Linked DNA regions of Mus musculus: regions 2 and 3 are each linked to region 1. Evidence: chromatin contacts called from public HiChIP or PLAC-seq data. All regions are on one chromosome and are shown on one strand. Each heading gives the region's core, a stretch centred on a gene start, on an enhancer-like site or on the middle of the called end of the contact. The rest is flanking DNA. Distances are from core to core; before and after follow the strand shown. Region 1 has its middle 11 kb from the start of Gm38687. Region 2 overlaps Nfasc (neurofascin). Region 3 holds the start of Cntn2 (contactin 2).

The links. HiChIP or PLAC-seq counts read pairs in DNA pulled down with a chosen protein or histone mark.
Region 2: a contact with region 1 is called in an H3K27ac HiChIP or PLAC-seq map of embryonic stem cells, with 2.5 times the contacts expected there. The contact joins two enhancer-like sites. A contact is called at or near these places in 1 of 115 datasets of contacts at active chromatin or transcription factors (embryonic stem cells) and 1 of 9 other capture datasets (embryonic stem cells).
Region 3: an H3K27ac HiChIP or PLAC-seq map of embryonic stem cells shows a contact between it and region 1, with 4 times the contacts expected there. The contact joins the promoter of Cntn2 here to the enhancer-like site in region 1. A contact is called at or near these places in 8 of 39 promoter capture datasets (the 3T3-L1 cell line, the HPC-7 cell line, cranial neural crest and 3 more), 2 of 484 Hi-C or Micro-C datasets (both in embryonic stem cells), 4 of 115 datasets of contacts at active chromatin or transcription factors (astrocytes, embryonic basal ganglia, embryonic forebrain and 1 more) and 1 of 9 other capture datasets (embryonic stem cells).

What each region holds. Positions count from the first base shown.
Region 1 is chr1:132,981,553-132,984,252 of GRCm38.p6, forward strand. No RefSeq gene overlaps it. Among named protein-coding and RNA genes, the nearest start is that of Gm38687, 11 kb to the left of the region's middle. Within about 2 kb of position 1,364, at least 9 of the 459 cell types and tissues checked have an H3K27ac peak or open chromatin away from gene starts, as enhancers often do. A contact at or near this core is called in embryonic stem cells, where this site is marked.
Region 2 is chr1:132,653,883-132,656,582 of GRCm38.p6, forward strand. The region is part of intron 2 of Nfasc (neurofascin); the gene reads right to left. Among named protein-coding and RNA genes, the nearest start is that of Gm46157, 13 kb to the right of the region's middle. Within about 2 kb of position 1,364, at least 31 of the 459 cell types and tissues checked have an H3K27ac peak or open chromatin away from gene starts, as enhancers often do. A contact at or near this core is called in embryonic stem cells, where this site is marked.
Region 3 is chr1:132,541,647-132,544,346 of GRCm38.p6, forward strand. It overlaps Cntn2 (contactin 2), which reads right to left and starts at 1,294. Exons shown (of 23, transcript NM_177129.5): 1 at 1,077-1,294.

The sequences.
Region 1 (2,700 bases), core at 114-2,613:
TATATCCCCAAGTGCAAAGCAGACACTTGGCATACACTAACACACAAGCCTTAGTATCAATGAGGACAGTAAAAGAGAATTAGCGTGCCTGCCCACAGAACTGAATCTCAGTGCTGCTGAAATGACTGATGTGGAGCTATGGACAAGGCCCAGAGGCTAAGAGCACTTGTTGCTCTTGCAGGGTTCCCAGATTCAGTTTCACATACATGTGCATGCATGGGGCACGCACACAGTAGCTAACAACACTCCAGTTATAAGTGCTCCACTGCCCTCTTTTGGCCTCTGTCACTGCATGCATATGCAGGCAAAACACCCACCCATACACATAAAAATAAATCTTTATAAATGAGATAAACCTGATACTAATGAAGTTCCTGTCCTGGTGGTGCCACTTCTGTTCTCTAAACAATAAGGTGCTGGAACTGACTTCTGGGGTGCCATCTCAGCCACCTAAGCATTCTGTGGTTCCATGGTCCTAGACCGTGCTTGGCACTTCCTTCTGGCCCCTTCCCTGGGACAGTGGTGAGCTAACCTGGAGCCGAATTGCCTTCCCACCGGATTAACCTAAGATAGATTTTAAATTGTATTTTTATGTACACTGGTGATCTGTGTGTCTTTGTGAGGGAGGGTGTCGGGTCCCCTGAACAGGAGTTATGTACAGACAGTTGTGAGCTGCCATGTGGGTGCTGGGGACTGAACCCGGGTCCTCTGAAAGGGCAGCCAGAGCTCTTTACTGCTGAGCTCTCTCTCCAGCCCCCGAAGACAGATTTTAAGAAGCAAATACATATATGATACATGCTTAAATCTGTTGTTCTCCTAAAGTCAAGAATATCTGAGGGAGACCATGGTGTTGGTTTCTCCCACCTCATGGGACATTTCTCTCCGGTGAACAAGGCTTTCTGTGGTGGCCATCTGTGGATTACTAGACACCCACAGAGCAGTTCAGGAGACAACTTCTAACGCTCTACAGAGTTCGGAAACAGACCACTGCCCCTTTTGCCTGTTGGGATGAAAGCTGTGGGGGATGGGAGGCGCAATGAGATGTGTTTGGATAAGCTTCGAACAAGGGATAGGTTATCACTGAGAGAAGACATCTGTAGCTAGGTTCCAGGAAGGCTTGAGATGGAGAGGGGACAGTAAACGCAGACAAAATAAAAATAAAATATTCCTCGTGGCTGGTGTGCGGTTAAAGTATCACGAGTTCTTTTACTTAAGGCTATGGTGGTGGACTTTAGAAGAATCTTAGCAAAGATCCCCCAAACACCGCAACCATAGATATTTAAAGACCTATGGCTGTGTTTGAAGGAAGGAACATCCTCAATTTTTTAGGTTACTAGTGCCCTCTGGTGGGCGACCAAGGCTATGCCCCACTGGTGAAGACAGCCAAGCACCTCACCAGTGGTACCTCATTTGTCCACTATGCCTGTTGTATAAACCAGGAGCTAAGGGCTAGAGACATTAAATGGTTTGCCTCAGGTCACCCAGTAAACAACTGGCAAGTCAGGCTTCGCGTCAAAGTTTGCACGAAGTGAAAATATTTCAAACTTTTTTGTACAATCCAGAAATGATAACACCACCCATGCTTTGGATTCTGAAGAAGTTTATTATAGCCAGCAAACAAAAGTACAAAGTTCTGGCAGGCATGGTGATAAACAACTTTAATCCAGACACTTGGGAGGCAAGGACAGATAAATCTCTGAGGTTAAGACCAGCATGGTCTGTATGGTGAATTCTGGTGCATCTGAAGACAGTTACAGTGTACTTACATATAATAAATAAAATCTTTTTTTTTTTAAATGGCTGCTCATACAGGGGTGGTGTGTATGTGCACGTTGCCTCAGGAATCCGGAGATGTTGGATGCCCTGGAGCAAGAGTTAGCAGTTGTGGACTACCAGGCTGCCAGTCCGGAGTCCTGGGACCCGAACTCAATCCCTAGGGAAGGGCATCAAGTGTTCCTCACCCCTGAGCCACCTCCCCAGTCCAGCACAGTAATGACTACTCTTAGGTGCTTGCTGTTTCCCATCCTCCTTGTTACAAATTAGGGACCAACTCTGCCAAGACAAGGAGTTTTAGAGGAAACAAGGAGGGTCTCCTTACTCCCAGAGTCCCACCTAAGCTTAAACAGTATATGGCAATTTACCACAGGTGCATGCACGTTTTGCACAAACTAAAGACTCCCAATTAGGGCAGTAGAAGTTTAAAGCCTCTACAACTCAAATGTTTTGCTTACTGCCTACTAATGAGTTTTTCCCCCCAAAGGTAGAGGCCCAGGTTGAGTTGAGGTCAGACAAGGTCATGGATCATTTCCTGTCTTTGCAAAATGAAGATGATCAAGTCATGACAAGGTCATGTTAGCCTAAAAGACATCTTTTTACAAGCTGTGCTCTAAACCTAAAACAAGCAGTTGCTCTGCTTACATGTTCTCTGTGAGGTGGTTTTTGTTGCTGAGACAGGGTTTCTCTCCGAAGGCCTGGTGTCCTGGAACTCTGTCCATACACTAGGCTGGCCTTGAACTCACAAAGATGAGCTTGCCTCTGCCTCCTGGGTGCTGGGGTTAAAGGCTCGTACCGCCATCACCCAGATAAAAAGAATTGTTAATTATATGCATGTGTTACTGAGCCAGAGGCACTGGATCCCTGGAGCTGGAGTAACAGTGAGGTGAGTCACCTTACATGGGGGCTGAGACCCAGACACAGGCC
Region 2 (2,700 bases), core at 114-2,613, 330 kb before region 1:
GCTCATGGTCAGGGCTCAGGGAGACTGGGCTTGGAATGGGTTAAGTTCCATTTGAAACGCCCCCAAGCCATGAATAACAGTCTTGTAGGCTCTCCCAGGCTGTGTGCGTGAATTTATGCCTAGGGGTACACCAACAGAGTAGAGCGGAGGCTACATGCCAGCAATTAGCTCTTGGAAATAAGCTAATCCAGAGACTAGAATAGTACTACAAGAACCAACTAAGGAACACATTCACACATCACTGCCATGGGAAATTGTGGGGGAGCAGGGAGATAATAAAGGCCCCCCGGAAGCCAACGCAAATCCCAGCCGCTCCCATTGAAAAGACAGGCAGCAAGGCTGATCACGAGAGCTGTCCCCAAACAACCTGGGATCACGGGATCAGAGGCACATCTGATCATGGGTGGGAGATCTGCCAGGGCTCAGAGTCATCCCAAGTGACTACAATTCTACATGGAAAGGCAAGCTGTCCCCCGATGGACTAGAAGATGCAAATAATTCACTCCTAATACTCGAAACCATGACATTAGCAAATGGCTTATATCAGCGGTTCTCAACCTGTGGGTCGAATGACCCTTTCATGAATATTTACAGTATGATTCATAACAGTAGCAAAATTACAGGTATGAAGTAGCAACGAAATAACTATATGGTTGGGCATCCCCACAACATGAGGAACTGTATTAATGGGTTGCAGCACTATGGAAGGCTGAGAAGCACTGTTTTATACATAAAAACAAATCCCAGTCCCCCTCCTCGAAGGGCAGAGAGCCCTGCATGCCGTGTCTGCCAGGGAAAGATGAAAGGGTAAGTCCACATTCTCACTCACATTCCACCAATAATAAGCAGCCCGGGTCTTCTGTCCAGCCCAGACTCAAACCTGTCCTTTCTGCTTCCCAGATCCTCTCTCCTTATTTAGTGCGCTGACTTGCACCACTAATTCAAGGACCTCGCTGTCTCCTCCATGTCAGGACAATTCCCCTTGGTCCCCAGCACACCCCATGCTCACCCTGTGGCCATTGCCTCCTGCCTTGTGGGAGGAGCCCTGGGTCAGTGTCCTGTACCCACTCTGATCAGTGCTGAGCCTGCATCGTGTCTCCCTCTGCAGCTGCAGCGAGACAGCGTGATAAATCCTCACGAGCAGCCATTGTATTAGACACGTTCTACTATGGGGAGGTATTTGGCTCATCAAGTACATCTGCCTAATAGATCCTCAATTAATAAAAGGCCTGATGAATCTGCTGTTAGTGGTTATGCGGAAGTGGTGAGGCAGCGGCAATTGCTGGGATCTCTTAACTCGGAGTCCTCGGAAGCAGAGCCTCTTACTGCTCAGCCAGCCGACTCCCCAGATGTCTTTACTTTCCAGAATGCTCCCCCACTCCCTTTCAGCTTTTACTCTGCTTGACCGCAGGCAGGTTCACCCTCAGTGCTATCCTTGCTGGCTCTCAGAGCCCAGCTGTGCAGGTGCCTTTTCAGCCTCCCACTGTTCATTCTAAGGCATTAGAAATGCTGATTTTGGAAATGCTCTGAAGCAGAGTGGTCGGCCTGAGACACCCAAGGTCCCTCTTGGGTGATCCAGTGGCCCAGTGACACCCACTCCCACTCTGTCTCTCTCATACCAATGAAGGGAATGGCAGACAACCATCCAAGTACAAGAAACTGTCCAGCTCATGGGCATCTAAGGCCAACACGTGGGTTCTTGGGAACTCAAAATACCAGCCAAACATGGCCACTACCACGTGCCAAGGAGACAAAACACCAGTGCGGAGGAGAAAGGTAGATGGGGTTTTTGGAAGGTGATATCAGACAAGGAAGAAGTGTGGAGGAGCTCCTGGCTTTCCTGCTGTGACAGCATCTGGCATTGTGTCACCGAATCTCCTTCTTGTCACAGATGAACTGTCCTCACCGCTCTGCATCTTCTGTGAAAGTCAATCTGCCCACGTGATCACCTCCTACTGAAAGACTCAGGAATTGCACCATACCAGGGATGCCTCTTGGTGGGGAAGGAGGCATTCTTTTGCCTGTTTCTCCTGTACTGCCTTCCTCTGACCCAGCGAGGACAGACACTAGCTTCCTGACCTGGGTGTGGGCCAACAATCATTTAGGACTTTCACACAGCCAGGGAAACCTGGTACAAGGCTGACTCCTTGTCTGCCTTCTTGGGGCTGGAAGGGGTGGTCTCCAGCTGCCCTGGTGTGCCTCATGGTGTGCTTGGTGCTTGGCTCCATTCCATTGTCAGGCAGGAATGGGGAGGAGTGCAGGGCTCCTTCCCATTAAAGATATAAGCAGGTTGCCTCCTCTGCAAGCCTGAGCTGAGGCCACCGAGGCTTCTGGAATAGGGGAAGGTGTCAGCCAGTCTTCATTCTTTCTCTCTGGGGAAGGGCAGAAGAGAATGCCTGGGTTTGCATTAGTCATTTGGCCTTTCCTGCACAATGACCAGATCTATAGGCTGAAACCTGATACCTTCAGGTGAATCACCTGGCTATTAAGCTGGGGAGAAGAAGGGGTGGAAGGAAGTGAGACATGACCTTTTCCTCTAGGTGACAACCGGGAGGACCTAGGGAGCATCTAGTGTCACACCATACTTCCTGGGGTGGGAAAGCATCCCAGGGCACTGTGTGACTCACAGGCCACCGGCAGGACCAGAGGCCTGCGGAAGGCAGCAGCTGCTCTGGAGTGGGGGTGGCCTGCACCTCACTG
Region 3 (2,700 bases), core at 44-2,543, 440 kb before region 1:
AGGACTGAGGTCACTGCATGCAGAACCACTCTGTGCTGGTCACACTAGTTACAAATGTACTAACAACTTTGGCGTCTTTACCCTGAAGACCGGAAGGAAGCTCAACTCCCCCTACCTCCCAGGGGTGGGGATGGGGTGGGGATGGGGTAGGGTTGGGGGCAGAGCTTCACCGTCCAGGCTGCCTGTGCAGCCCAAGACACTAGTCTCTAGGCATGGCTTCACCTTAGCCTCTTGCCCCCCCAGTGCTGCAGCCAGTCTTGGAGGTGGTGACAGACACTCCCTGGCTGGGGCTGTTTCCTCCTGTAGCCCATTACATAAGCTATGGGGCTAGGCAGAGGGGTTACCCCCTCTCTCTAGAATCCCCTGGAAAGCCAAACTTTGAGCAAATCCTTCCCTCCCACCAGGGAGGCTGAGGGGGAGGGATCTGAGAAGACAAGGTTGAGGAGGGAGGAGGGGAAAAGGAACTGCAGGCTACATTCCAGCCTCACCCTTGGAGGGATGTGACTTGCCTCAGTTTCTCTCCCAAGTTCCAGCTTCTGGACAGCCTTTACCCAAACTTGTGTTCTGTTCTCGCCTCTCTTCAATAGCCTTCCTAGTCCAGCAGAACCAAGACTTCACAAGGAGGTCACCCGGCAAAAGCAGCCCCCCACATGAACTCAGCATTTGGAAACTCAGGTTCAGGTTCATCTAGGGAGTTCCAGGGACAGGGTAGAGCCTGGCCCTACAGAGCTGCTGGGCACTGGCTGGGGTCCAGGGCAGGTCTTGGAGCCCCTACCCTTTTGGCAGGTAGTTACCACTGCCTGCTCAGATTTCTGGACCCTCCCAGGGGCCAGCTTCCTGGACCAGTAAATCAGGCCTTGCAGAATGCCACCCACCTAGACAGGACGGGTAAGAGCCTGCGGGGTCGCTACTATGGGGCTGGGATGAGAGATCAATTGGGACCCAGCCTGCTGCCTGTCCCTGTCCCCTCCCAAGTTTCAAGGAAGACATTTATAAGGGCTGAGCCGGGAGCCCCTCTTGAAACAGCACCCAGGGAAACCTCTGAACTGGAACAGACAAAAATGATAGGCACCTACCTAGAGTGCGGGAAGGGTGTTGGCTGGGGCAGTGCTGCGGTTGCCTGGTGAGCAGACCCTGCCGCCAGCCTCGGGGCTGCTTGGCCCCGCCGGCCTTAGCCACTGGCTGTCCTGGCGTGGCGGCAGCGGGCGAGGGTGCGTATGTGTGTGCGCGCCCCGAGCCACTGCAGCATCTCTGCATCAGGATGCGCTCCTCCCTCTCGCAGGCTCCGCTCACTGGCTGGCTCGGCTCCTCAGCCAACGCTCGGCCGGAGATGGCTTCCTCTGCCCCCTCCCACCCCGCCGTCCCCACCCTCCTGGCTTTACCTCATTTGCTGTCATTTAAGGACCAGGGAGTGAGCCAGAGCGCTGCCGTCTTCCATCAAGCTTGGCCAGCTCCGTGCCCAGCCCAAAGCTGCAGAGGGGCGCTCTGAGAAGGCACAAAAAAGTGTCTCTTGCTTCTGAAATTCTGGAGACACAAGGGCACCCGGCGTCTCGCTTCTCTCCTTACCTAGTCCCTTGTTAGAGAATGGGATCCACAGCAAGCCTCCAATTTGCTGTGCGGGGCAGCTGTGAAGAAGGGCTCAGCCTCCATTATCCCGGTCCCCTCGCCCATCACGTTCCTTTTCCTTGTATTTGCCCAGAAGTAACATGGAATTTTGTCGTTGTTGCTGTCAAAATGGTTAAACTGTAAAAGACATTAAAAATAGCAAAAGTCTCAGATTCTTAACCCATTCTTAACAAATTTGAATACCCACCTCTAGGTTTATATTTTCACTTGGGTTGTGAGAATTAATTTATGAAAATGAGACCACAAAATACATCGTAATGTGCAAAATATATTAACTATACAATTGAGTTTGGACACCTTTGTACACGGGTACCCCTAGATCCAGCCCTCTTTTAGACAGCAAAAGGTGAGACTTCATGAAAAGCTGGTGGGTCTGGAGTCTTTGCTATTGATAGGATGTGTGTGTTTGGCTAAGTCCCCTGCCTCCTTTGAGCCACACTGGTAACCTGCAATGGTTAAAGATGGCTGAGGCCTCTGCTAGCTCTGAGATTCCAGGGGTTCACCCTGGGTAGGAGTGTACCCCTCCTGCCCTGCACCTGTCGTGTGGTGACATGCTCGGGAAGACTGAAGTCTGCAGGCAGAGGGACCCACCATCTGCAGCACCAGTCAGCCCTGACAGGCTGTCACTGTCTTTTCACCCCACTTGGGTTGCCTGCTGTCCAGGGCCAAACTGGCTAGTGGCCCAGATGCTGCAACAGCTGGCAAAGCTGGCCAGCCTCTGAGTTTCAAACGTGATACCTGTCAAATAGGAACGCGGCTCCTGTCTTGCTGACTGGCCAGTGGCTGTGGGCCTGGGGAAGAATGAGGATCCTAATGCTTCAGAGACTTCTGCCTCTCTTCTCTCAGTGCCCCGCAAGGGCGGGCACACCTCCAAAGCACAACGTCTTTGTTCTGATACAGAGATGCCTAAACTCTACTAAGATGTTTCTCAGGTAATTTTTAATTAAATTTGTGACTAGACAGTCATATCCACCTCCTCCAGGGTGGCCTATCCCCGATATCATGGTCCTGTCTGTCTGTCTGTCTGTCTGTGACAAGTTTGCTGTTCTCAAGGTCCTGAGTTACATTACACAG